2 separate regions of the Drosophila melanogaster genome follow, and region 1 is linked to region 2. Evidence: chromatin contacts called from public Hi-C data. All regions are on one chromosome and are shown on one strand. The core of a region is the stretch at or near the end of the contact, and the rest is flanking DNA. Distances in the headings are between cores, read along the strand shown.

Region 1 (5,023 bases), core at 1,198-3,697, 450 kb before region 2:
AGTTTGCATTTGTTGGGGCCGGCTGCCTATATATTTCACTTTTCGCTTTGTTTCACTGGCAGATGTTTGTTTTGATTTGACTTTGTTTATGCACAGTTAGTCACGTTTGTGTATTACTCAGCTTCGGTTAACTAATTTAAGTGAAATGTGAAGCAGCTGAACCGAACCGCACTCGTCGCCGTTCGTTTTCCGAATGCGGCAGCTGAGCAGGTCGCTCTCGCTCTTTACCGTTGGTTACGAAGGAGAGAGAGGCAGAGCGTTTTAAGAGCAGGTGAAAACAATCTAGCTATTTTATGGCCAAAAACTAGATTATGAGTGCTCGAATTCTGGTGTGTTAGTCGAACATGTGTTAACGTTTATAAATTAAATGGACATCTACGAGCAATACTTGAGGCATTTAAACCCCAGTTCAAAATTGGCTAAGGTGAACTGTACGTCTATCCCGGATTCGGAATACAATCGTTTAATACGATAACATCAAGATCGTAGAAAAGGTTTAGTTTGGACTACAAATTGTAGTTCGTTTGCTGTAACCAAATTTTTCTAGCTATTTTCTGTCCGCCTCCCAAATCCGTTCATCACTATCTCAGAGCGTCCATGAAACTACGAGTAAATCAGAAAGTTGGGGGCCTGGGAAGCAGCTAAATAATCGAAGGAGAAGCAGCCGCTTAAGGCGATAAGCAGCACCTTGGTAGGTGAGAGCAAATAATGAAAAATACGTACATATTGGTAAAAGGTAAAAGGCAGCTGCAGATAGCGAAAAACCGAACTGAACGTGCAATTTATGGGATCGGATACCCCGCAAGGTTCCAGAAAGCGGGAGGAAGCTACTCGTTCCGCTTGCCCTTCAAGAGAGTTTAAACACTCTCTGCCAAGCCAAACCAATTGCAAACGTAAAAGCGGGGAAAAGCGGAGGCAAACAGTAAGGCAGAAAGACAAGCGCAACAATCGTCACGTAGCCCAGCACACACACCAATGCGCAATTGGCACACGCACATGCGAGCGACCCATACAAACGCAAAGAAGCCACACGCACAGGCGTTAATGCGAGAGCCAAGTGAGTCAGAAAGAGATGGTCGCCAGCGAAGGGAGTGTGAGAAGGTCAGCGATAATGTAGATATTTAAAATGTTTGATACAAATATCTGCTAAAAATGCTTAAGAAACACTAACGAAGATGAGGCACAGAACGGCGGAAGCACGCGGAAGCTAGGCGAATGTGCGAACCAAAGAATTGGGTCAACGGCCCAGTTCAAAGTCGCCGCCAAACAACGTGCACGCAGAGAAATCGGGGAGACCTTTTAAAGCGCCATTAAAATAAAGAAATATCCCAGAAATCTGCCCAACATTCTGTAACCAAGATATATAATATATATAATAATATAATATATATATATAATAAATAAATCAGTCATAAAATTGGTAACGAAAAATATCAAAAGTATCTTATGGAATAGGAATAAAGATTATTCTATCTTCTGTCCTGTCTATACATTATTTATTATTTGGTAATACCCTTGGGCTAACAATAATAATAAGTCCCACACAACCCAGTTTCGAAGCAAAATGGCCACTAAACTGAACTGATTTCTTTTAGTGCAAACACGTTTTCGTGTACATTGTAATGATCGATTGGCGCCCTTTTTGTCTGTGATGTATTACGTGCGACAACGGCGACTGCGGCACGTGTACCACACCAACTCGCAGCCCTTTTGGTGGGCGGAGAAGCACCTGGGAGAGGGGCGTGGCGACGCACACGCACTGAGTGGCAGTCGACCTTGGTGACGTGCGTCTGCCTACGTAGCTCGCTCGGGCTCGCACTGGGTTCGAGATCCATCACTGGGAATCCATCACACAGCTGAAGGAGACCACAGACATGGGTTTACACCCAATTGGAAGTGGATAACATAAATAGAAAAGGGGAACCTTTAAGGAAATCCCTAGGAAATTTACGAATATTTTTAAACTAAATACCATTGCAATAGTTTTATATTTCTAATGTTTCCAATGGTTGCATAGTTCACATCGCAAGATATTCGATCTAAATAAACTTTATTTGATTTAAACTGGAAAGCACTTTCTCTGCTTTCAAAACTACATTTAGACATTCAAGTTCGGAAATGAAAAAAAATGAGGTGAGCAACGCTAAGGTGAATGCATTCTGGCTGAATCTTAGGCAAATCAAAAAGTAGCAGAGCAAACTATCCGCGAATGGATTGATTCCATATTGACTTTTCCTATCAATATTGCTGATTCAAATTGGAATTCGGTGGCGACAAGATGCGGTTTTTTCGACTTTTTCTGTTCATCGAGTTTTGCGCAACCGTATTGTTTGTTTTTCCCAGCAAGTTGCTTGACACATGTATTTTAGCACATTTCTAAACAATGACGGAATTTTGCAAGCCCCTGGAAATGAGATCACGTCGGTCCGACTGCGCTAATTGTTTGATAAAGAACAACACATCCCGCCGCAGATTGAAATCTCGGAGCTAAGGCATTCGCTAAACTCTGATAACACGATTTGAACGATACGCTTGCGTATTCCCGGCACGTAGGCAAAACGCTCCGGACCTCCCGGCCGAACGGACCACCCACCCACTTCGGGCGATAAGAAGGTAGAAAATACTGCACCTGACAAAATCGATTTGCAACAGTAACATAGAAAAATGAAGGCTTTTATTTGTGTATCCAAGTAAAAAGAAAATATCATAACTATCGGGTGGGAAGTTATCTGAATTAGTTCATATGTTGCACTTATTAGCTACAACTGCACATCCAGGAACACAAAATAATTTACTGCACAGTGTGGGGTTGATGATGACTCAGCCGGATTGGCTGAAAGATAAAATTACGAACAAATTTCTATATGTGCTCCGATGTGTGCGGTTCATGTTTGTTGTATTCGTTAATGCCGGGGTGCAAAGCAAAATAAATAAGCGAGTATTAAAGATTTGGACGCAACAAACTGCGCAACAGAATAATTACAAAGTCAGCACCTCCGCCCGGAAGAATGCGAGTCCGGCTGCGATTGCAGGTGCTATCAGATCGGGCATGGGTGCCATATACACTATGCGGCCGGGCACGTAATGCCGAAGGTAAATAAATACTCGACTCGAGAGGTGCCATCTCGGAGCAGAATGTTAGCAATCCGGAGACAGTCAAATCGCAGGGCAATTACGAATCTCATCTGACAATGCGATGAGTTGAATGGGAAAACAAACTGTTTCTATTTTTAAACTTTTACGTCTGAGAATATCGGACAGCCTATGTAGTACGTGCAGACATCAATCTAAAACCAACACCAAGTGTTTGTCTCCTAAAGAGTCCTTTCCTGGTTCCCCATTGGATTGGAAGCTTTACCTTGAACACCTGTAATATTATATCATATGATTTGTGTATACTTTAACAGCAGCAGTTCCAAAATGAGCCATGGTTTGGCTAATACAATTATACTAATTCACCCAAGCGATCTAAGATGATCTAGCAGTGCTATTCAATGTTTTGATTTGTGTTATAGGACCTTTTGCGAGGTAACTAGTATAAGCTGTATATCAACAACCAATAAATCAGCTGCGAAGAAGCTTGAGGATCGCGAAAACCATAAACTTCAGCGCCATATGAGCGATATGTCATCAGCTGTGTCATGTTCTGCTGTTGATTCGTGAGGCTTCTCAGGAGTGGGCACGTAACCGCTTATCGTAATTGACTTGATGTGCAAGTGAAGACGATAGGGGGCTACGAGCAGGAGGATGCACCTAGTGGGGTATATTTGGGGCTATAGATTTCGCTCCGGGACAAACTGCAAACGCAACTTCAAGTGTGCGGTCGGCTAGCTAATCGCGGTGCTTGGTTCAGTTACATTTAATAACTAGTTATCAGGTGAAATCATGGCTAATCAAATTCAAGATAAGCTTGCACCAAAACGTAGAAAATCTATTCTACCGAGTCATTTGGATGTTTTCAATAAGATATTGAAAATAACTCATCAATATCTGAGTGGCATTTTTCTTGTACAAGTTTTTGCTCGATCTATGTACGTTGTCAAGAAACTGTTTACACACTGTGAAATAAGTTGAATTTTTGACTTTAAAGCTAAAAATTAAGGGTTTTTTGCTTAATTAAACGAAATTTTTTTAAATAATATAATTAAACAATATTTATTTTATTTATAAATCAAAAAACAAATTCAAAATATTAAATATACAAGAAAATAAACAACGAATTCCAAGTTTACACACTTTTAAGACTGTCAAGAAACTCTTTACACATTTTGTTTTCCTACTTTGTTTTGTTCTTTTTCTTAGAACGAACTCGATTTTTCCGTTATTTTTGGCTTTGCATTGCTTTTTACAACGCTTCTATTGAAATTTGTTGACTTTGCTTGTGAAATTTTGCTGATCAAACGTGCTTAAAGCGAATTATTAAATTTAATAAAATGCCTGGAAAGAGATTAACTTTTGAAGTTACCCAATTAATAAACTATAACCACCAGTTGGAAAAATCTTTTCCAGAATTAGTATAAATGTTTCCTGTATCCCGTAAGACCGTCTACAATGTTTTAAAAGGCTCGGAAAAAGAGGGCAGGCTTGAACCTAAGAGTGGTGGTGGGCGGAAAATTAAAATTAAAAAGCGTGTAGACTGCTTTATTATGCGAATAGTGATTGCGAACCCCCGAATCTCGGTCAGATCACTTGCTCTAGATATCAGGCAAGAATGTCACCTAGCTGTGTCACACGAAACTGTGCGCCAAGTCATCCTACGCCATAGGTACTCTTCAAGAGTTGCAAGGAAAAACCCTTTGCTATCAGATGCCAATATTGAAAAGCGTCATTTATTCGCAGTGAGCATGATGGATCATGCGGAAGAGTACTGGGATGACGTCATATTTGGTGACGAAACAAAAATGATGCTCTTTTATAACGACGGGCCAAGCAGAGTATGGCGCAAACCGTTGAGTGCGCTAGAAAAACAAAATATCATTCCAACGATAAAATTTGGAAAAATGTCACTGTTGGTTTGGGGCTG
Region 2 (5,329 bases), core at 727-3,226:
TATTTTATTATCATTTGTTTTATGAGTAAACTCGCCGCACAGGAAAGTAAATAAAAACCGAGCTGGCAAAGTTGGGATAACACTATCGGAAGATGGCGATGATTGCGCTTCGTCCCACTCGCAGCAGCGCTGATAGCCGGATTCCACCGAACATTTTACGCTAAATTAATAAAATTTATTAAAATTCATTTCTTGTTAAATTGAAGAATCTTAAAAAATACTTTTCAGTTTAATTTAAATTAAATAACCTATCTAAAGACCACAATCAGGCATGTTCCGGTAATAGTAATATTTTTTCGATTACGATTTGGCAAAATCTTTCGACTTCGTTTTTAGGTGCTCGGGTTTTCGCGGAATTTTTGCGATCGGAATGTTTTGTAAACAGGAAACAGATGTCTAAGCTGTATTCCAGACAATGGAGCGACCAATTTTTTCACAGTTTTAGTTCCGATGTTCGCACTGCACTTTGTCCATTTAAGTAATTAAATTAAATAGTATTATTTACGAACAGTACTTTCGACCCTCCTTTAAATTAATTACGAATTTTTTTTCATTACATCTTATATGCATTTATACTGTTTATACTGTATTGTTTCACCAATAGTATAGCAGTCTTCCTGATAGCTTTTGTCGACATAATTATGAACACTTGCCAAATCGAAACTTTTTGTTGCCAACTGCAAAATTTTGTTTGTCAAATTTCAGGTGGGGTCAGAAATTACTTTTGTTTAATATAACTAAGTCTAAAAATGATCTTATGGTGATGTGGAACATAAACATCAATTAATAAATATCAATAGACCAGCAAACTATTTTTTCCCCTTAGTTAATAAGATCTGATTTGATATAAAAAAGGCATTTACTTTTTAAAAGGCCGTTTTACAAATTAAAATTTTCTTACGAATTCGATTACCGGAGCATTCCCGAATAATATTGTAGAGAGCAAAACGGGTTGATGGTTTCTAAGGTTTCAACGGCATTACTGTTTTGACTATTCCCTACATTTCAAAATATATCAAAAAGAAAATCCTAAAATGTACAGTAGAAATTCAGCTTTTTATAGCTTACTTAAAAGTTTCGCAATACTTATTCTTGAAAACGCAACTCAATGTAAGTTTATGTATAAAGTATACTTCTGTATACATTAATACAATTATAATTGTAATTAATTAAATCACTATAATTATAATTACCATGCATATCGCCTACAAACCAAATGCGGTCTGCGGCGAAGGTAACGGAAGGCCCCAAATGCATCGTTCACATTCAAATAAACAAAGCATTCCCCATCGGTATCGTTATCGGTTTTCGATGTCGATAGTCGTTCGTAGCAAGACGCGGTCTCACTGGTGCACATTGTTTTCCGTCGCGTGTGAAAATTGCTGAGTGTATAAAAACTGTGCATACTTAGAGAAAACTTCTGCATTTGGTTGAAAGGTAAGTGCGACTGCTGCGGACGCCATGGAGACCAAAAAGCTTTGCAAAGGCGAGCCTATGGCGATACGAAGAAGTAATTTGACCACTGATTTTATGGGGCTCCGAGCTCAGACGAGATACACATACGCACACATACACACGCTTACGTTTCAAATAGGCACCAGCGAGACGGAAAACAAAATGTCGACCGAATTGTATTTTCCTCTATTACTTTTTCCCACCGATTTGTGAAGGTTTATGCCTTTCGAAGGCTCGGAAAAGTGTGGTAAATTTGTGCTTTCCCAATTAGAAGTTTTTGATTGAGTGACATCTGGGTTTAAGTGCACTTTTTTCTGAGGGCAATCTCCAATATTGATTTTTACAATGGCTGCCGAGGAGTCTCATTCATTTTCCAGGAAAATGTGCACAGAAAAGCTTATACCAAAGTGCATAGGTGATTACAATTCCAAATGAATGATTTTCCAAATAGTTAGTTGATAAATTTACGAATAGAATTTTCTCGCAAATCAATTTTGATCGTCTTTCGTGTAGGTTATCCACTGATGAATACGTATGTGTGTCTTTTTATTCTATTCGAGTTGGTATTTTCTTTTATTTGATAAGGGGTGGGTGGGGGTCGAGCGCATCTTGTTTAGTTTTACTTTCTCTTTTATTTATGCTGCAAACTTCAGCGGGTGGTGCTCCATCCATGCTAGCATGTATGTATGTATTTAGAGTGAGTGTGTGTGAGTTAGTGAGTGAGACTGCAAGGCAATCACGTTTCTTATTCTCAGCATATTTATTTTCTGATCAATTTTTGGCCTCTTTTCAGCACTTTAATATTCTTTCCTCCCCTCTCCAGCATTTGTTTGAATTTTAATATTTAATTGTTAACGTACATATGTACATAGATACATACGTTTAGATACGTTTCAATGACGCGAGGGTTTCAGCAAGAAAGCAGATACATATATATACATATTTGTGTAGCCATTATTTTTTTTCGCTTCTTTGTGAAATTCGCTATGCTGCTGTGACGTCATAGGTCAATTTTTAAAGAGAAAAAATAAACAGCTGATTGCCAAATAGGCAGCACTGTCGTGCGAGCTAGAGTTGCCCTTCCTAAAAGGCCTACTAAATGTCATAAAATAGCCCTCATTGCACTGAACAAAACTCAACCCGGAGAACTCAGTGACGTACTTTTTCTGAATTTTAGGGATTATTACATCAGTTTTTGTATGCTTCCTTCATTCCTGATGCCATAGTATTACTAGCTTTGTCAACTTATACAGCAACTCAAACAACCCATGTGTATGGAAAGAACAAAATATGGTAAGTACCAGTTCATTTCTGAAAGAACTCTTAAAAGCAAATGGAAAATCGCTGAGGTACTGCCAAATTTCTTGTTATCCACTAACCACTCTGCCACGCATAAACGTTTGAGCTCATTTTCATTATCAATAACCTTGAAGGTTGATTGAACTGCGAAAGGAAATATTTTGACCCCCTAGACGGGATATAATTTGATTTCCGCCCCCGGAGCCCCCTGGCAACACCCTCCCCGCCCCGGGAGCCAACCCTGGAGCCGCCCCTACACTTGAGCCGTACAAATCCTGTCTGTCGTTTGATGACTTTGTGTGCAAGGAGAACGAGGCAGTCTTTGTATCTGACTGCGTGCTTCATTTCGTCGAGCTCCGTTTCGTTTAGCCTGCTCTCTGCTCACCGCTTCGCCCACCAACAAAAATACAAATAAATAAATGAAAAGAAGAGCCAAAACACAACTCGGAACTCGCTCTGCGCTTTGTTTGCCTGGCTCTTCTTTCCCTTCCCCCTCCCTCTTCCGTTTTCATCATTCGCCGTGTGTATGTGCGATGGACGAGCGAGTGTGCTGTGTGTGTGGGTTCGCTGGCGCCCGTGTGTGTGTGCGCCTTTGTACATTGAACTCAAAAATTCGAACTCGAGAAGAAAAGAAAAGAGTGAGAACGAGTGGAGACCAAGTCGGATAACCGACCCATCCCCTCCCTCTGGTGCCGTAGTCCACACACCTCATTAACCACCCGAAAAGGGGTCCCGAAGTCGTCTCGTATTCGTCGTCTTCATCCCAACTTAGAACCCTTTGATCAGGTTGCTTCGTCTGCTGACCCAGATGACGTCCATCCCAGATCCAAGACTTACCTAAAATGTTAAGTGAGTGGGACGTAAATGACTCCGATCAAAAAATAAATAATCCGTGTAATTCCTAAGAATGAAATATTACGAGAATGGCAAAACAGTTTATTCGAAATATCAACTGACTGATTGGGTCGTCTCAAATAGGATTAGTGCTAACAAATGGCATTTAATGCAATTCCTCTGAATTAGGGTGTACTATAAACTGTTGAACATCTGAAATATTGAGCTTGGGTTAGCTCTTTTTCCCCTGTTCCATACAAATCGATTTTTATAATAAATCAAAATATTGCAATGACCATTATGCATTGTTGCATTTTTAACAATTGCGAATTCTACAGTTATTGGATAGCCCAGATTTCAGTCTCAGCGCTATGGTTATATGGAAAATGAAAACTATTTTGTATAATATTTGAGATTTAGCGAACGGCAACCCTAAGGGAACGCTGCGTAGATTTGGATGCCTTTTTAGTTTTTGGTTGCCCGGCTTGACTCTGTTTTTTGTTCTTTTTTCTCCCTTTATTTCCTGATCATTACGATCCTGCTCTGATCTTGTACAGTTCTTTGCTGACAAGATGAAGTTCCGCGCACTGATGCAGGATCCGCTGTACATGAAAGAGTTCCAGGCCATTGTGGCCACTTTAACCAAGCTGGCGAAAGATTGTGTGATGATTCTGGGCTCTCGGCAGATGCATTTTATCGTGAACGAGGATCAGAGCTCCGCTGCATCGCCCTTGGTTTGGGCAGGAATTACAGCTGAGGAGTATTTTCCGGAGTATCGCATGGAGGCTGCTCACCCGGATCAGGAGTACATAGTTCTAGGCGTGTCTTCGGCGAATCTCGGAAGAGCTTTATCTGTGCTTCGTGGTGGAGGCGTAAACAGCTGCAAACTGAAGCTTCAAAGAATTCAGTTTCCGTGCATTTCGGTAATAGCCTCGGTGCTTACGTCGTCTTCAACAGAAGCCCGTGAAGTGGTGCACGATGTTCCAGTGACCATAATCCCGGGCAGCGATTGGTCTGCCTACGTTGTACCCAGAGTTCCAAACTCACAGTTGGCTTTGGGCCTACCAAGCCTAAGATTGCTCAAAAGTCTCATTGACAAGCTGAAGAATATATCACCCAGCCTGGAGTTTCAGGTCAACGTGGACGGAGAGCTCAATGTAATAGCCACCTCTGAAATGTCCACTGTGACTAGTCGATTCCAGAAATTACTAATTCGAACTGTGTCAGGATCCCAGCAGGAAGCGTCCTGCTCTGTGGATTCAAGGAAAGCCTCGGCCTTCTTTGGAGCACTTCAACTCCCTAACGAAGAACTGACTATTGGCATTGACCGTGAGCATTCCATCCATCTGCAGATCGATGTACGACAGGATGTGGTTCTGCACTCTATTCTGCCAGCTGTTTGTATGTAGCCTAAGAGCTGGTATGTTTATCATAGCTGTAATAAATGCGACTTGATGTATTCAGGTGTAATAAACGTTCTCACTTAATTCTTTTCCAGAAAAACTCGTCGATGTTAATTTAAATTATCTTTTTGCGACCCTATCCGCATCATCATGCGTTATCGCTTGAACAATTATCTCTTTTACAACTAATGTAGAATTTTTCTTGTTAGTAAATCTAGCAGGATTGAACACGTTCTACGATATTCTGCGGGTCATATTTATTTATTTACATATGTATGTATATAAAAACACATTACCAGCGCTGTTTGTTTCTTCTTGCATATTTATTTTAAAATTTA

Evidence for each region. A called contact is a pair of places that touch in the nucleus more often than the background predicts.
Region 1: a Hi-C map of the Kc167 cell line shows a contact between it and region 2, with 2.3 times the contacts expected there. A contact is called at or near these places in 3 of 107 Hi-C or Micro-C datasets (the Kc167 cell line, the ML-DmBG3-c2 cell line and embryo) and 1 of 7 datasets of targeted methods (the Kc167 cell line).

Annotation. Positions count from the first base shown.
Region 1 is chr3R:5,260,116-5,265,138 of dm6, reverse strand. Tim17a2 reads left to right here and starts at 2,447. Exons shown (of 2, transcript NM_141267.3): 1 at 2,447-2,613. All of the region lies in intron 1 of Hph (HIF prolyl hydroxylase), which reads right to left. lncRNA:CR45793 (long non-coding RNA:CR45793) reads left to right here and starts at 628. Exons shown (of 1, transcript NR_133327.1): 1 at 628-1,382.
Region 2 is chr3R:4,808,091-4,813,419 of dm6, reverse strand. Gmppb (GDP-mannose pyrophosphorylase B) reads right to left here and starts at 1,976. Exons shown (of 5, transcript NM_001300235.1): 1 at 1,194-1,976; 2 at 1-160. ctrip (circadian trip) reads left to right here and starts at 1,324. Exons shown (of 11, transcript NM_001300233.1): 1 at 1,324-1,437. Hus1-like (Hus1-like,) reads left to right here and starts at 1,324. Exons shown (of 2, transcript NM_058078.4): 1 at 1,324-1,437; 2 at 4,146-5,084. The coding sequence starts at 4,161. The coding sequence ends at 4,997.